Linked DNA regions of Danio rerio: region 2 is linked to region 1. A link is a contact called in public Micro-C data. All regions are on one chromosome and are shown on one strand. The core of a region is the stretch at or near the end of the contact, and the rest is flanking DNA. Distances in the headings are between cores, read along the strand shown.

What was found. A called contact is a pair of places that touch in the nucleus more often than the background predicts.
Region 2: a contact with region 1 is called in a Micro-C map of caudal fin, with 1.9 times the contacts expected there. The contact joins the promoter of dpm3 here to the promoter of efna1a in region 1. A contact is called at or near these places in 2 of 18 Hi-C or Micro-C datasets (caudal fin and an unstated tissue) and 3 of 4 datasets of contacts at active chromatin or transcription factors (caudal fin, embryo and gastrula embryo).

The regions. Positions count from the first base shown.
Region 1 is chr19:9,536,922-9,542,185 of GRCz12tu, forward strand. efna1a (ephrin-A1a) reads left to right here and starts at 3,072. Exons shown (of 5, transcript NM_200597.2): 1 at 3,072-3,353. The coding sequence starts at 3,256.
Region 2 is chr19:9,591,696-9,596,959 of GRCz12tu, forward strand. It overlaps dpm3 (dolichyl-phosphate mannosyltransferase subunit 3, regulatory), which reads right to left and starts at 3,098. Exons shown (of 2, transcript NM_200809.2): 1 at 3,041-3,098; 2 at 590-1,636. The coding sequence starts at 1,593. The coding sequence ends at 1,315.

The DNA.
Region 1 (5,264 bases), core at 1,822-4,321:
TTTGGGTATGTTTGGCATATTTGGGTGAACTATCTATTTAAAGGGTTATTTTACCCCAAAAAAGGAACCTTCTGTCAGATATTGCAAAAATGTATTGGGGAAAAACAAATGGTTTGATTGTGTGTTTTCACATAAATAAGATTCTTTTTTCCCAGTGATGGGTTGCAGCTGGAAGGGCTTCCGCTGCGTAAAACATATGCTGGATAAGTTGGTGGTTCATTCCGCTGTGGCAACCCCAGATTAATAAAGGAACTAATCTGAAAAGAAAATGAATGAATGAATAAATAAGACTCATCTACAACGGTGTCATATCAATCCAAATTAGTTCAAATGTTTTATAAAGTATGTTATAAAACAGGACTTAGCAGTAAACGTCAAAAAGAGACAACTTAATGGATTTGGTCACACTTTACAATAAGGTTCATTAGTTAATGTTAATTAATGCATTTACTAACATGAACAAACAAAGAACAATACATTTACTACTGTATTTGTTCATGTTAGTTAACGTTAGTTAATGAAAATACAGTAGTTCATTGTTAGTTCATGTTAACTCATGGTGCATTAACTAATGTTAACAAGCATGGACTTGGATGGTAATAATGCATTAGTAAATGTTCAATTATGATAAATAAATCCTGTACATGTGTTGTTCATGATTAGTTCATGTTAGTAAATGCATTAACTAATGAACCTTATTGTAAAGTGTTACCATGGATTTATAAGGTTATAAGAGCAATGTAAACCCTATACGCTTTTTACTATTGCCATACTGACACACAATATCCAGAGCCTGAAATAAAAGCAATAAAACGTCTTAATATCAAAATGAAGAGATTATTTAGTCTTAAATAAAAGATCTTTCATTAGTTCGAACAGAGTTAAAAACGATGGTGTGTTTCCTGAAATACTTCTGTATGTATATACACTCACTGGCCACTTTATTAGGTACACCTTACTAGTACCTGGTTGGGCTCGTTTTTGCCTTCAGAACTGCCTTAATCTTTTGTAGCATAGATTCAACAAGGTACCTCAGAAATTTTGGTCCATATTGACATGATAGCATCACGTTGTTGCTGCAGGTTTGGCGGCTGCAATCAATGATACAAATTGGAGTTAATGTTGCCTTACTATCAGCTGGAACCAGTCTGGCCATTCTCCTCTGACCTCCGCCATCTACAAGGCATTTGCTCCCACAGAACTGCCGCTCACTGGATATTTTCTCTTTTTTAGACCATTCTCTGTAAACCCTAGAGATGGTTGTGCTTGAAAATCTCAGTAGATCAGCAGTTTCTGAAATACTCAGACCAGCCCGTCTATTAACCATGCCACATTCAAAGTCACTTAATTCACCTTTCTTTCCCATTCGGATGCTCAGTTTGAACTGCAGCAGATCGTCTTGACCATGTCTACATAAACAAATGCATTGAGTTGCTGCCATGTGATTGGGTGATTATATATTTGCACTAACGAGCAGTTGTACCTGTTAAAGTGGCCGGTGAGTGTGTGTGGGTTGAGTATATCCATCTAAATTGCTTATTAAGTAATTTAAATATTTCACTCAATACTATTTAAAATTCGTGTGAATCTAAATGCATAGAAAAAATAAATTCAATTCTTTTCATTCTTTAAATTTGATCCAAATAAGACATTATAGCATATGTATATGAATATTTTTTTGAGTAATGACATCATATTTCTTACTCAATCTATTGTTTTTCACATGCTTAAGCATGTTCAATCATCTTTAAAAATGTAACCTTTTTAGGTGGAAAATATAATTATTCTGCAAAATATATTTACTCTGCTTCTTTGGATTGATTAATCCAGACCTGTTGAATTTATTTACAGTATTTGAGGCAAGTAAATTATAAGTAACTGTAATTAACTTGCAAAAAAATAAATAAGTGATATCTTTTTTTGATAAAAAGTAATCTAATTACAGTAGTTAATACTTAAAGCCAACACTGCGCATATCAGGCTCACTATTAAAAGGGGAGATAAAGGAGATTTGAGCCCCATGATTTGCTCCGTGAGTGGGGCTTGAATTTTGCATTAGCATTCAGCAGAAGTAATGCTGTTTTGACAAGAGTGCTAAAACGCCTGCTGGCTCTTCTTGAATCTGTCAACAGTCAGTGTGTATTGTGCAATACACAAACACAACTGTTTGTGTGTGATAGTGAAACTAGACTAAAAATGTAAGGTGCACACTGGACATTTTACTAAATCAAAATGTCTTAAATATATGTGGATACCAAATGTGTGGACAGCAAACTATACACTAAAAGTGCTAGGTTGTTTTAACCCAAGTTTTAGGTATAGGCTAAAAGTATGAACGACCCCAAAAACATGTTCAGTTTAGATTTTTAAAATTATTTATTATTATTATTATTATTATTATTATTATTATTATTATTATTATTATTATTATTATTATTATTATTATTAATAATAATATTTAAAACTGTCTAAATATTCATATTTACCTAAATGAGGAGGATAGAACACCATAAAACATGACCCCTTTATTGATATGTAATGCAATGGTTTGGTTTCATGTGGGAGGTTAATCACTTGTAGCCTATTCAGTGGATTAAATATCAGTTGAATAGGACATCAAATAAAATCAGACCAAATTGGATTGACCAAAGACTAGTCTAACTTGCATTTCGAGTATGTGTGAAAGTGTTAATGGCTTGTTTTTATCCGAACTTTGTTGATTGGGAAGATGAAAGCATTTATGCCCTATGTGTTAAAAAGCCCTTACGGACTATCAACACCTATCCAGTCAGACTGAATGTCTGGGAGTGAATCGATACAAATGTTTATTTTTTTTTCCATATCATATTATGTTCCATAACTCTGTCGAATTTCTAAGAACACTTTGTCACAGTCTAATCGGAAAACATGTTTACAATCGATTCCCCAACCTCAGACTGAGCTACAGTATCTGTAGAGGGCGATCGACTGCCTCTCCTTCATAAAGAAGGAAGCCTGGGTTCTGATTGGCTGCAGGGCGTGGCTTGCGTGGAGGCGTTTCCACAAAACCAAACTGCGACGTGTAGAAAGTTTCATTCAGTACTGACTAGATAGATAATAGACGCGGATCTCTTGATTCAGTATTTGCATTACAGCTACAACCTGCATATTAACTAACTTGAAAGCAGTTTGCATCCACTGCACAGAGATTTAGAGGAAACTTTACCAGTTGCTGGTTATTTTCTTCATTTTGGATTGATTCACAGAAGGTCTATAATGGATCTGGTGTGGCTTTTATACATTGCAGCGAGTATCTGCGCTGTGTTCGCCTCAGCTGAGAGACTCACTGTTTTCTGGAATAGTACCAACTCTAAGTAAGTACTCATTTGTACCACATGTTCCTTTTGCAGTGCATTTCATATTGTAATTTTGCTTGCAATGTTATAATTACTCTGATAGGACGGCTAATCATTTTATTTTTTACTTCTATTTATATGTATATATATATATATATATATATATATATATATATATATATATATATATATATATTGCAAATTACAATGTTATTTGGTAACATATCCTATCTAATCTATGTGTGTGAGTATTAATTTGTATCGTAATATTGTTTTAATGGTCAGTGGATTTGATAGCTCCACTAGAGTTGGAGTCTCGTGTTTGTTTACACTGCAGACGCATTTTGACGTTGCAGCGTTACATCTTTACCTGTAACAGATTACATAATCCACGCACACTTATTCGCGTCATAATCTGTCTACTACCAATCACCTGAATATGTCGTGTGTGTGTGTGTGTGTTTGTGTGTGTTTTTTTTTACATTTGTGCATGTGATCCAAAAATAAGCTTCTTTCTTTGAAGATGCTTTACTGGGTGTGTGCTACGTTCTTGTACACACCTTAACAGGAATAAGTAGACCAACAAACTGACGTATGGACGTGAATACATTTAATGTAAATAACTAGTTAACATTCACAGTATACAGTATAGGTTATGCATGTGGTCAATTATTTGTTTGATTATACCCGACTGAATTGGAAATGAAGAGGAAACTCACAGGAATGTTTTGCTTTTTGACGCACAAGTCAGTGAGGTGTTGAAATAGGTGCTGAGTGACTTTTCCGATGACTGATAAACGCAAAGCAGATGACTAAATCACTGCTAAACTCAAATTGCCTATACAAGTCAGACGCGAGTGAATCAATTTAGAATTTTTATAGTGATTCGGTTGAACCGACTCAGCGAGTGTTTTGCGATGAGAACGTTGTTTCAGCGTAATAATGTATGACACGTAGTCTGTCAAAACACTATCTAATTACGTTATGCCTATTTAGCATTTAATTAACATGTAATTAAGTTTTAGTAGGCAAATTACATGCATTTATGTTTAAAATATATAGATAAGCCGAAAAGAAAATGACTGAATTTTCTCAATAGTAATTTATCCATATACAGTTGAAGTCAGAATTATTAGCCCCTCTGGACTAGTAGCCCCCCGGTTTATTTCTGTTTAACGGAGAGAAGATTTTTTTCAACACTTTTCTAAACATTATAGTTTTTATAACTCATTCTTTATAACTGGTTTATTTTATCTTTGCCATGATGACTGTAATTAATATTTTACTAGTTTTTAAGACACTTCTTTACAGCTTAAAGTGACATTTAAAGGCTTAACTAGGTTAATTAGGTTAACTAGCCAGGTTAGGGTAATTAGACAAGTTATTGTGTATCGATGGCTTGTTTTGTAGACAATCGGAAAAAATAAAGCTTAAAGGGGCTAATAATTTTGACCTTAAAATGTTTTATTATTATTATTATTATTATTATTATTATTATTATTATTATTATTATTATTATTATTATTATTAAAAGCTCATTTTATTCTTGCCAAGATAAAACAAATGAGACTTGCTGCAGAAGAAAAAACATTATCAGACATACTGTGAAAAGTCCCTTGCTCTGTTAAACATAATTTGGAAAATATTTTTAAAAAGAAAAAAATCCATTAATTCTGACTTTATCTGTATCAGTAAATGAATTGTCCCTCCAAAAATGTGTTAAATATTGAATGATTTTGGTAAAGAAGACTCTTTACCAAGAAGATGTAAATAGAGTTATTAAAGTTTCTTTCCTGATGTTAAAATTGCACTGAAAAACAATTTTTTAACACTGAAATGAAAGAGTTTCCAAAATATGTTTTACTCTAAACCTGCAAAATAAGCCAAAGCCATACATGTAAAAAAAGTTATCAATTTGATGTTGATATG
Region 2 (5,264 bases), core at 1,848-4,347, 55 kb after region 1:
TTTATATTTATTCAATTTTTAAATTAGTTCAGTAATATTACTTACAATAAAGTTTAAAATATATATTTATTTTAATTTTTTTTACTTATTTAAATTTTATTACTTAAATTTTAGTTACGATCCACCCAAAATCATTCCACATAAATCCGCAGATTTTTTACAATATTCTGCACAGAAATAGCAAAAAATGTCCGCAGTTTCTGTCTGGCCTTGGCTATAACTTAATGCACTACAGAATGTTACGTTTACACACACTCACTAATTACATATAAATGCATCAGCTTTTTAGTGTAATACTTCTGAGTACTTTTGAAAGCTCTACTTTTTACTCATACTTTGAGTAATATTTACATCAGATTCTTTTATTCTACCTGCACTACATTTTTAGGCAAGTAATGGTACTTAGGTATGACTTTTCTGTACTCTTATCCACCACTGGCTATCAGTGATTTTGTTCATAAACTTAAAAAAAAAAAATTCCCAAAGTGGGTCTGGTAATAATGCAATTATTTTAGCTGAGGATACTTTTTTTTTTTTATCTCTTTGTAGTTATTCCTGGTGTGAAGCGTTGAACCAGTAAGACTGAAGCTTTTTTTTTTTAAAGCATACATCTTTGTTTTATTAACAGCTTCAAAAAGTTACATTTACATTGCAGTTGAAAATGAATCGGTCTGTGTTTTGATTGACATGTGATTTACACATTTTGCATCAAGCATCAGTTTTATTATGTGGAATGTCCTGGAGAAAACGCAATGGAAAATTACCTTATAAAGTAGTTTTTATCTATTCAGGCAATCAAATACCACATAATGTTCAAATTAAACATTCTGACCCTTAAAATGTTATTTAATAAGTACCGTAATGGAATTCAACACAAATGTTTTACATTTGTAAATCTTTTTTTTTTTTTTTTTTTTTTTAATTGACCGACACATTTCTTTCACAAGCACAGTTCATGTGTAAATCTGAAACCGAATTCTGACTTCACTAAAAACAGAAAGAGCCATATTCATTCCTCGGCCAATGCAAATACACACACTCTGGACTTGGGACTGTACAAAAATAGCACTTCTCTGCACTGACAATATGTCCACAATGTTTCAGTAATGTTTTAAATAAAGCTGTCCTGGAGCTGAAAATAGATTCACAGGTGTGCAGGAGTTTACACCATGTTGAAATAAACATGAACTAAGCTGACCTGTTTTCATTTTAGTCCATATGACAGTGCAAACATCCATAGAACCAGACTGCAGTCACCGTGGAGGAAATGTTGTGCACAGAGAAATAAAGAATATTGATAATCACAAACTAGTTTCACATCTTCAGTCCTTTCTTCCTCAAGTCCTCTTTGGCTTCTTTTATTTGCGCTTGCAGCTCTTTGGCCGCATCCTCACAGTCATTAAATGTAGCCACACGGTAGCCGACAGTGGCCAGAGAATAACACCCAAACACCACCAGCAGGTACACGGGCATCGGCCATGCAAGCTCTTTATACTGGGGCAGCAAATGCAAATCCAGGAGGTCGAAGGTAACGAGTCCCCATGCAATGCCAATCAGAGACACCGCAAGAAGCCACTGCAGAAGCTTGGTCATGGTTTGGGGGATTGCGAGATGATTGAAGACACAGATAATCCACCTTTGAGGATAAATAGGAGAATATAATGTTAGAAATGAGGTGAAGTTGGTTTAGTATTCGCACACTTGTTAATTTATTTATTTATTTTTTTAACAGTGAAATGGTAATTATATTGTTTACCACGCTACTTTAAATATTTAGTCTTAGTGTGCGAATTATACATTGACTTTATCAGTAATGTTTGTGTAATACATGCTTCAGTGAATCAAATTCACGTATTTATTTAAATTACACCTAATTTATTCAAAAATGTATATATTATATTGAATTATAAATAAGTGTATTTCAGTTTTCAGTGTTTTATTGGAAAGGCTGTTTAGTGTATTCTGACAGGCTAGCCATTTCAACTTATCTTAGGTCAAACTTTACAAACTATGCATCTAATTTGAGTTTGCTTTTAGGCTACATGTAGAAACAAACCCCTATTTTATAAGAAAACAGCCTTGCTAATTCTTACGGTGTCTATCGGTGCTCTGAATCTGCCAGTTTCATACTGTTGAATGACTTTTTTTCTCGCGTAGACTGACGGGCACAATTATGCATTCACAATGGTATGAACCTTTATAGGGGTGGTCATATGGATGTCTACTATTTTAATTATTAACATTATTACTTAAAATACAGATCAGAGTGAACTTTCAGTTTTAAAACGCTGACCCATCAATACATCTTGTTTGGACGTCCTTCAAGAGGGATCCAGCCTTAATTAGAGGGTTAATACTTCCCAAACTCCCCATGTAATTCGCAACCTGTTTGGTCAGAAATCTTATGCAAGTATGACTTCAAAACAACATCAGCTCTATTTAATTGACTGTGAAAATTGTTTTGCTTTGATGGTTATTGGCTGCTAATATGATTACACCATTTGAATTGGCAAAGAATACTATTTTGAAGTAATATTATTAAGCATGAAGTCTGATTGAGCGAATATATAAAAACTTTACCTCAATAAGGTTAGGCTGTTATATTTCACTTAATTGTATTTAAATGACACTGTATGGCTTTTGTGCGTTCCATATAAATATTTAGTTAAAACATGAGTATAGTGCACTTAAAAAATAAGAATATTTCTAATAAACAATGCAGAACATTAGATTAAAAGCCTCAAAGCTTCGTTTTTTTGACCAGTGTTTGATACAGACGAAATCAGAAGATCAAGAAACATCATATGTGACTAAAAATTAGAATAAATGCATATACTGCTTTTAAATTCGCTTTAATCCTCACTCGTATTAAAGCTAGCACGATTGCTAATGATTACAGGTGGTTACAATGAAATCTGACAGTCAGCGCTAAACGGAGGAAATCTGTTAACTTGGCGTCAATAATTAGCGACTAAAAATTTATGTTAATAAATGAAACTGGACTTATAATGTAACGTTACTAATAAACTCTCTCTCTTACCTACTATTCAATGCCAGCTCACTGTTTTCGGATTATTGACGCAGGTTGATGACGTAAATGGCGAATAGTATTATGGGAAATGTAGTGCACGTCTTCACGGTTGTTTTTAAAACGGTCTGTGCTTTCAAATGTTTATAGAAACGAGAGATAATTAAATATCTAAGGACCAAAACAGCATTTTTTTAGTATAACTGGAAGTTTGTCTGTTTGTTTAAAACTTAAACAAACCTTTATGAAATACTGATCTCCTAAACCCTGCTGAAAGAGAAGGGGAAATGGGCATTTCGTTTCTTTTTACTCCATTATCTTAAATGTAGGCTTTAGTCTAATATTAGTATATACTGTATCTGCAATATTATTGTGTTAAAGCTTAAGTTTATAGCGCAAAAACAGCATTACATAGGCATAACTGTGTCAGTTAAATCAGTTGACTGTTGAAATTCAATTTTTTTCACCCAACTGTTGAGTTATTAAATCAATAACCCAACAAAGCCAGAGCACCAAATATTTAACATAACTGGTTGAGCTATTAAATAAATAACTTAATAAAGGTTAAAAGTAACCCAGCAATGAACCATAAATGTTTAACTCGACCAGTGGGTTAAAATAAATAACTCAACGTTTTTAGAGTGTATGAGAAAAAATAAAGTAGGATTGAACAGCAATGATTTTTTTTTGTAAATGTAGGCCTACATACAAATGCAGTAATAATTTTGTATATTCGAATCTGAAATTAACCTACAGTACATTTAATTAATTGATCTGATTCCGCTTTTTAAATTGAGTTAAAATATATAAGATCCACTGAACCTTTTCCTCAATTGAGAGATTTAGGTTTTTTTATCTGTGATGCTGGCAGGAAATGAAACGCCCGCGCTCCATCAGTCTGAAGCTGTTTTCTCTGTCTCTGTCCTGCTGGCAGTGGTGGACAGTGCTGTGTTTTGGATGCCGCGGGCGAACATCCGCCCATTGAGCACGTCCGTGACCCATCACACCTCCTCACCCGCCGAGAGGGTATAAACATCACTCAGACAGCGCTGAGATCACTGTGAGGTTATTCTTAGTGGTGTTTACACTTGTCAGCGACTGCCTCTTTCAGTACAGAGAACGGCTGTAAAAGAGAAGTGTAGCAAGTGTGGCATGTGTGTGGGACTATCTATCTATCTATCTATCTATCTATCTATCTATCTATCTATCTATCTATCTATCTATCTATCTATCTGTGATTGCTGTAATTCTCTTCATAATCAGTGTGATTTTCTTCTGCCGGGGTGTTTGCGTAGGAGTGTGCGTTCAGTGAACAGAACATACACGAAGCGCAGTGGGAAAAAAGCAAGTTGGCCGTTCACAGTGTTTGAGACTGCCAGTCCCTGCTCTCCAGCTCAGGAAACCTGTGATCCAGCAGAGAGCAGTTGGCAGACACAACAGAACAGGCTGCACTGAGATAGAGGGGGTGATGGAGCAGAACAACACCCACAACTTAAAGAACGAGACCAGAACATGAAGGTCAAAAGGGAAATAGAATGATTTGGAGCTGGCACATGTTGACTTTTTTGAAAATCGGCTCATTTTACTATTTCCCTAAACAGTTAAAACAATTGAGTTTTACCATTTTTGCATTTATTCAGCTGATCTCCATGTCTTACAAAAGCACCTTTATCTTAGTTCAGCATCGATCATTGAGTCGGATTAGACCATTAGCATCTTGTTCAAAGACAAGTGAGTTCTTATTCTTATTTAAAGCTTGACACTTCTCTAGTTACATTATGCATTAAGATTGACAGAAAATGAAAAGTTGCTATTATGTAGGCCCAGTGATTGGGGGTAACACATTACAATACAAGTTACGTAATAAATATACTTTTCTAAGTAACGAGTAAGTAGCGTATTACTTTTAAAAAATTAAGTAATGATATTTGATTTTTTTTTGTTTCATTAATTACCTTAAAACATATATTGCTGAATTGAAATTAACAGTGACATTGAATCACACAATTATGCAAAAATAACTTAAAAGTATGGTAGCACTCAGTGAATAAGTTACGCAAAAGTAAATCGAAAGTATCGTCACACTCAATGAGTTATGCAAAGGTAACTCAGTATTAGCGTAACACTGGGAGTTTCAAAAAAGTAACTCAAAAGTATCATAACACTTCGTGAGAGTTATGCAAAAGTATAATAACACTCAGTAAGAGTTACGAAAAAGTAACTGAAAAGTATCGTA